Regions from separate parts of the Salmo salar genome. Here region 2 is linked to region 1. Evidence: chromatin contacts called from public Hi-C data. All regions are on one chromosome and are shown on one strand. Each heading gives the region's core, a stretch centred on a gene start, on an enhancer-like site or on the middle of the called end of the contact. The rest is flanking DNA. Distances are from core to core; before and after follow the strand shown. Region 1 holds the start of LOC106612494 (signal-induced proliferation-associated 1 like 3). Region 2 holds the start of tbcb (tubulin folding cofactor B).

Region 1 (3,588 bases), core at 938-3,437:
CTTATGTTTATATGACTCTGATGATAAAGAAATATAAAATATTCCTGTAAAGGACTGTGTTAAATATTTAGGAATACATCTGTCAAAAACCCCCACTTAAGTCAGACAACATATGAATTTCTCTCCAAACATAAAGAAAACCATACTTGGGAGAGTGATTCTGTCCAAGGCAGAGGGACTGTGTCGCTTTGTGTACCCCTCATTATCTTTGTTTGTAAATCCCTCAACCTGTAAAGAGATCAACAAGACCTTTCTTGACTTCAAAAACAAGTCAGTCCTCTCTAATAAAAGAGGTGAAGGCGGTCTGGAAGTGTTGGATTTTGTTGACATAAATAACACTTTCAAGATCAATTGGTCGAAAAGACATTTGGTCAGTACTGAATCAATTTGGTATTTCATTCCAAACAATGTGTTTAATAAGTTGAGATGTCTTCCATTTTTACTGAAATGTAATTATATTCCTGAAAGATAAACCCACTAAATTGGCTAGGTTTCACCGACAAGCTTTAATGGCCTGGAAAATATGTTTCCTGCACAATTTCTCCCCACATAAAGCTCTTTTGTGAAATAATTCAGACATAACTGTAAGGAATAAATCATTGTTCTACCCTAGCTGGCATGAGAGGAATATTGACTTTGTTGTAGATGTTTTTGAGAACAGGGGTAATATTCTTGCATATGAACAATTTATAACATTGGATGAGTTTCCAATACCTTTCAGAGAGTTTATTTCTGTGATCAAAGCCATTCCCAGTGGTCTAACTACACTAATGAAAACTCATCTTAGCTTGGTGATGATCACAGAGCCTATCCAGAACTCAGTTTGGAAGGTGTGGGCTTACTTGAGAAATCTTTTTGTAATAAATACATAAGACACATTTTCCATTCACGGAAGCAACTTACGCCTAGAGGAAAAAAATTATGGAACATGCTTATTCCTGACATTGTCTTGGTTGATGCCTTACAAATATTGTATACCAAACAAATTTAAGGAAGTGCACTTTACATAAGATATCCATATCCATGTAAATCTATGTTGTCCAAATTTGTGGCTATTGATGATATCTGCGTTTTCTGTGAAAAAGACGGGAAAAATCTGACTCACTTGTTCTATGAATGTAAATCTGTGATAGAATTTTGGGAAAACCTCGCAGAATATTATTTACCATTTTGAACACTACCCATGTTTTTGACATGAAGGATATAATATTGCAATAACAAGACCATTGAAATGATTTATTTAAATTTTTTATACTTCATACTAAATACATTATACACAAACAAAAATTCCAGAATTCTATACCAAAATTACTAATATTTTGGATTGAATTGAATCATCTTGTTAAGACATTATTCCTAGTGAATAACAAAACCAATAACATCTTCCTGAATCATTATGAGATTCTGAGTGAATACAATTGCACTATAATTGTTTTATTTTTTGTATGTATTTTATTTTTTGTATGTATTTAGTATTTTTGTATGTATTTACTATTTTTTTGTATGTATTTTTGTACGTATTTAGTATTTTCTTGTTTATACCTGTGTTTTGTTTTGTTAGACATGTTTGATGTAGCGATGTAAGTTGTTGATAATTTTGTATTATGAATTTAAAAAAAATATGGCGATAAAGTATATAAATATAAGAAAAAGTATATAAATAAAAAAATATATAAAAACAGACTACATTATTATATTTCCTTGAAAAATTGGCGTATTATGACGTAGAAATAATGTAATGCAGCTTAATAGTAAAACGACACCTTTGCGCCATAGTGGTTGGCAAGCATATAAAGTGGAGATGATGGGATTTATGTTTTCAGGTCATGTCCAAAATAAAATAGTCAAACGCTCGCTGTATGCCACTATTTGTGTTTACGTGTAAAAATGCTTTGATTATAACTGACTGCCACAAGGTTGTGCTATTTACTAATAAGTAGGCTCCAACTCTATAACAACAACCCCAAATAGACAATTAACGTGATGCAAAAATGATTTACAGGCAAATATAGCTAGGAACTCTTATACCAGAAAAATATAACTGCGTATTTCTGAATAGCGCTGTTGTTGTTTTTTCTCGAAACATTATTGCAACAGCACTCACTGCATTTTTGCAATGAACATACTAACACGTCTATGTATGGTTGTAGAATACCGCCCTTCATATGTTACTATCGGTACTACAACAACCATGCTCGCACAGGCGCATTGCGGCGTGAGATCGTTTGCTAGCGCAGCGCGGTGGTTTCGCCTGGCTTCTGTGATCCGACTCCGAGTGAGCATTCCTGGCAACGTTTGCGAGCGAGATTGAACAATATAGCGGACTGCTTGTTTCTATCAATGTTTCTCCTAGGATTGGGGATTTCTAAAGGGATATAAGTTCGTCGAAAGTGCGAGAACGTCGATAGGTAAGAAACACTCCCAAGTCGTATTTCAAAAGTAGTTTGTGTAATTAGTTAGGGCTCCTCAACAACATTGAAAAGTGGCGAGTCAGCTAGCGAGGTAACGTTCGCTACCATTACTCACTACTTGCAACTGGCCAGCGAGAGCTATAACTTCATTCCTGCTATGCAGCCAACAACTTGCATACTACGGGTTCTTTTTCAATCGTTGTTGCACCTATCTAAACACGCAGTGAATATACGTCTCACCTAGACCCATATTATTCCGTTAACTAGTTAAAAACATAGTATATCGGTCTCAGAAATAATGTTTTGTTAACTAAAAAATGCCCGATCCTTCCTGGTCCGCCGTCTATACATACGCATGCGCATAGTATTTAGCATACTCCGGGTTTGTACTTTCTACTTGATTTAATCATACTTGTAAAGGCCAAGCTGCAGTGGTAAAATGACAAGTTCCAGACAATGGAACAATTGTCTCGTTAAGTGAAACGCAACAACATTTGGCAATGTTACTAAGTCAGCTAGCTTGAACGAGTTTAGAATTTTGAAAAGTGCTGCAGTAGGAAGTTGCTAATGTGGGTTTATTTAGTTTTGACTGAATTGCCCATAAAAAGGTTTCCATGTAAACACACTGTTTTCTGTAGGGGATTTGTGTTGGGGGATACGTGTTTAGGGGATACGTTTCGTGTTTGGCAGCCTACGACAATGTTTTGGTGTTGTGTGATTCATGGGTAAAATCTTACGAACTAGCTAGTTAACTAACTAGGTCACTGAAAATGGTTGTTCCTAGTATGGGTGACTCTGGCTAGCATGCTAACTAGCTAGTTAGCTAGATCATTTTATTAACTAAAGCCCTCATAAGTGGTCTTGCTGATTTTAATTCAATCAATCATCTTTCATTCAATCATAGAAACTTAAACCTCAAAAGTTCTCCAATATTTGTTTGTCATTGAACAGAATGCTAGTTAAGCAAGCCATGCTGACCTGTTTGTACACATTAGTGTCAACGCTGATAAGCTGTCATTGTGACATGTTAAGGTCAGTTGTTTCTGCCACCTGACCAATCGTATCTGTTAGGCAGTTGTAGTTTACCCATAACTCTGGAATGGAGTTTGTGTGATGTTAAAATATCCTCTTGATTCAAAGTTATCTACTTTGTTCAAAGTCATCTGGTGGGTGTGCG
Region 2 (3,874 bases), core at 775-3,274, 140 kb after region 1:
TGTCTAGGATTAAGCCCGTGTCTCACAGTCCTTTGTCTTCTGTCCCCAGGCCCACCCCCCCTCCCCGTGTCATTGATGACCATCCGGCATACACAGTGAGACATCTCCTGGGTGTTTGACCAAGGGGCAGGGGTTTCCAGTACCTGGTTGACTGGGAGGGTTACGGCCCGGAGTAGAGGTGCTGGGTTCCTGCTAGACATCCTGTATCCAGCCCCCATCACCGACTTCTACTGCCGACACCCTGGTCAACCTGGTATGCGCCCAGGTAGGACGCCAGGTGGCGTCCCTAGAGGGGGGGGGGTTATTGTCACACCCTGATCAGTTTCACCTGTCCTTGTTATTGTCCCCACCCCCTCCAGGTGTCGCTTGTTATCCCTGGCGTTTATATCCCTGTGTTTCCTGTCTCTTTGTGCCAGTTCATTTTGTATGTTCCAAGTCAACCAGCGTGTTTTTCTCGTGCTCCTGCCTTTTTCTATTCTCTTTTACTAGTCCTCCCGGTTTTGACCCTTGCCTGTTTTCTGGACTCTGTACCCACCTGCCTGACCATTCTGCCTGCCCTGACCTCGAGCCTGCCTGCTACACTGTACCTCCTGGACTCTGAACTGGTTTTGACCTTTTGCCTGTCCACGACCATTCTCTTGCCTACCCCTTTTGGATGTAATAAATATCAAAGACTCAAATCTGCCTCCCGTGTCTGCATCTGGGTCTCGCTTTGTGCCCTTATATTGGCATGTTTGAACCGTGATAGATTGTTGGTGATGTGGACACCAAGGAACTTGAAGTTCTCAACCTGCTCCACTACAGCCCCGTCGATGAGAATGGGGGGCATGCTCGGTCCTCCTTTTCCTGTAGTCCACAATCATCTCCTTTGTCTTGATCACGTTGAAGGAGAGGTTGTTATCCTGGCACCACACGGCCAGGTCTCTGACCTCCTCCCTATAGGCTGTCTCATCGTTGTCGGTGATCAGGCCTACCACTGTTGTGTCGGCGGCAATTGCAGATGATTGTGTGTATGATGATGAGTTCCCCGGAGAATGAAGAGTGTGACCAAGTGAGAGAGATGGTATGTGTGTGTGTAACAGAGAGTGTTTTACAGCACGTACACCTGGATGTGCAGACAGACAGAGTGTGATGAGGCAAGGCCAAACACCCCTATCTCAACTTCAAACAGGAATGGTAAACTTTTCCTCTAGGGGTGGAGGTAGTGGGGAGGCGGTCTGGCTTCTGGCTGCACCCCCATACTCCTTTCTTTGATCTTGTCTTTTCTGACCATACAAGCCCTCAAACTCCCACTCTCAGCCCTAAATTCTAATTTGATGCACAGATGTTATTTTATGTTCCTGTCTGATCTGTTTATTTCCCACTCATACATCGATGAGTAGATATTGGAGTAGACAACCATTATATGTCAAAGGCAGGGCCTGGTAATAACTTTTCAAAGGTAAGAATGTGTCTCTTTCTCACTGTGATTAATATGTCATAAAGCAGTGAACACCTTAGCAAGGAATCAAATTATTCTGCACTTGACATTGAAAATGATTTTTTTTTTTATTCAATCAACAGACTAACTTCAAAATTATTCAATGCACAATTTTCTTTGCTCTCATCGCAATTCAACATTGTAACAATGTAGCTAACATTGAATGACTTTGTTACAAAACAAAACATTTGGGCTTTATATGGCTTATAGCGCCACTACGTGGATACAATTGATACTTCTATTATTTGGGCGTGGCACTTTCACGCAAAACTCCGCATTGATTCCTACATTGATGATTGGTTACTAATCATGAAAGGCCACTTCTATCAACATGATTGACGTGCCTATGTAGGCATCCCAAAGCCTTTCTTTCTGTGACGGCATCTTAGAAATGTGCTACTCATTGGTCAACCCAAATACCCACCCGACATGTTAATGACATGACTGGTTCCCTGCGGTTGTGGGCGGGTAGAAGGTTCCAGAACTGGGCGTACCAGGATCTGTGGGAGGTGTCGTTTGAGGTGAACAACACATCCGCCAGCCACCCTTCTCCCGTCGGTTCACTGAGATTACTGCACATGGTCCCTGGATTGTTTTAGTATAAAAACACCCAGTTATTTGATAGTAGCTACGTATTTATAGAGATCGTCAAGAAAAGCGCAGAAGGACAGGTAAATATTTGTGAGCGACCAAGCTGGAAGGACTCACGTTAGCTAGCTAACTTTGTTTAGTTTGCTGCGTGCATGCTAGCTACTGAAGCTAGCTAGTTCTCTTTTTCTAAACTGAACTTTGTATCTGACTAGCCATGTTGAAATCCATTTGCAACTGTTGTGTACTATTTATTTAGGTGAGAATGTTAACGTTAATTAGCTGACTAACTGTTATTTGTATTTTATGCAGTGGTCGTTGTGCCTGAATAAGTTAAACACCGGCGAAACAAAAGCTTGAAAATGGACGGTGGCGTGACAGTGATCACCAATCCCACAGTGTCGGTGCGGCTGACCAGTACCATCAGTTCGTTCGAGGTGAATAAACGATATAACAGGGGAATCACCATCGCCGAATTCAAGGTAAGTTGTTGCTAATTTGGCCTTCGGGCCTCTGAATTATAATAATGTAGCAATTGCCCCTCTGCACTGCCGACACTAAGACCACAGGCACAGCCCAGCCTGTGGCCATGTGATGCAGTTTCTCGTGGTCTATTTTTTTCCCTCTAGGGTAAATTGGAGATGGTTGTGGGTACCCCGGCCTCCAGCATGGAACTGCAGCTTTTCAGTACCACTGACAAGTTCATGCAGAAACTGGATGACAACGAGGCCCTACTAGGTTCCTACCCTGTGGATGATGACTGCAAAATTCACGTATGTACTTCTGTGCTCAAACACTGCTCACATAGTATGTCCCCTGTTTACCTTTATTCACACTGGAGTCATGCGTAAGATGTTAGATCTGTTGATAGGGTCTCTTAATCCGCAAGTGACTTCAATGCTCACAAGATTGCTGACCACAGCATGACTTTGCTAGCTTGATTGCCAGCCTCTTTCTAAATTCAATAAGGTTATATTGTTGCCTTGCCATACTTGTCTTATTGGGCTAAACAGCGACCAGTTGGTTAAAAGCAGAAACTGACTGGCACCTGTAAGATGACTGAGCCATTCTGTTATTTTTTTATTCAATATGCTGAGTCAGGATGATGGTGAATTCTGTGTGCCTAGGTGATTGACCGCAGTGGAGCCCAGAGCGGAGAGTTCAGTGATCTGTCTAAAGTGGAGAAATTTGAGATTCCAGACGAGGTCTATGAGAAGAGGACAGGTACTGTGAGCTTGAGCTATCGTCCATCATTCACAGCTAAAGCTTATGCCTACATTTCAAATTGAATCGGAGGCAGTGAAGATAAGACTTGTTGAAAGCCATTTGCCACTTTCGAGTGCCACAACAGAGAACTAGTGATACTTGCTCTCATCTACATCCTGTGTTACCTTTCAGTTTGAGGTTACATGGCAAAACCTTTCCTCAGTACATTACGTAATGATTGAGTGACAAACTAATTACCATTGTAATATGGGGATTTCAATGTGGATTGTCCATTTTACCTCCTCAGATTCTGTAAGGTCATTCATGAAGAAGCAACGCGTTGGTCGCTTCAATGAAGAAGAGACGGCTAAAAAGGGGGCAGAGCTTGCAGCTCGTGAGGCCGAGGAGGAGGCTGCTGCTGCTGCCATCGGCGTTGGCAACCGATGCCAAGTGCAGGTTGTAGGGCTACCCACCAAGATTGGCACCGTTATGTATGTTGGTGAGTGAGGTTGAAGCTTATTTTCCACAACAGGATTTAGGCTAGTCAAAGCAGACTGTTACCATGGTTACTCCATGGATTATCAGTCTGACTGAAGTCGC

What was found. Hi-C and Micro-C count contacts between places; a contact is called where the count stands out from the background.
Region 2: a Hi-C map of muscle shows a contact between it and region 1, with 4 times the contacts expected there. The contact joins the promoter of tbcb here to the promoter of LOC106612494 in region 1. A contact is called at or near these places in 2 of 3 Hi-C or Micro-C datasets (blood and muscle).

What each region holds. Positions count from the first base shown.
Region 1 is chrssa09:114,781,244-114,784,831 of Ssal_v3.1, forward strand. LOC106612494 (signal-induced proliferation-associated 1 like 3) reads left to right here and starts at 2,188. Exons shown (of 23, transcript XM_045724369.1): 1 at 2,188-2,408.
Region 2 is chrssa09:114,922,487-114,926,360 of Ssal_v3.1, forward strand. tbcb (tubulin folding cofactor B) reads left to right here and starts at 2,025. Exons shown (of 7, transcript NM_001140492.1): 1 at 2,025-2,151; 2 at 2,381-2,550; 3 at 2,698-2,841; 4 at 3,196-3,292; 5 at 3,582-3,773. The coding sequence starts at 2,431.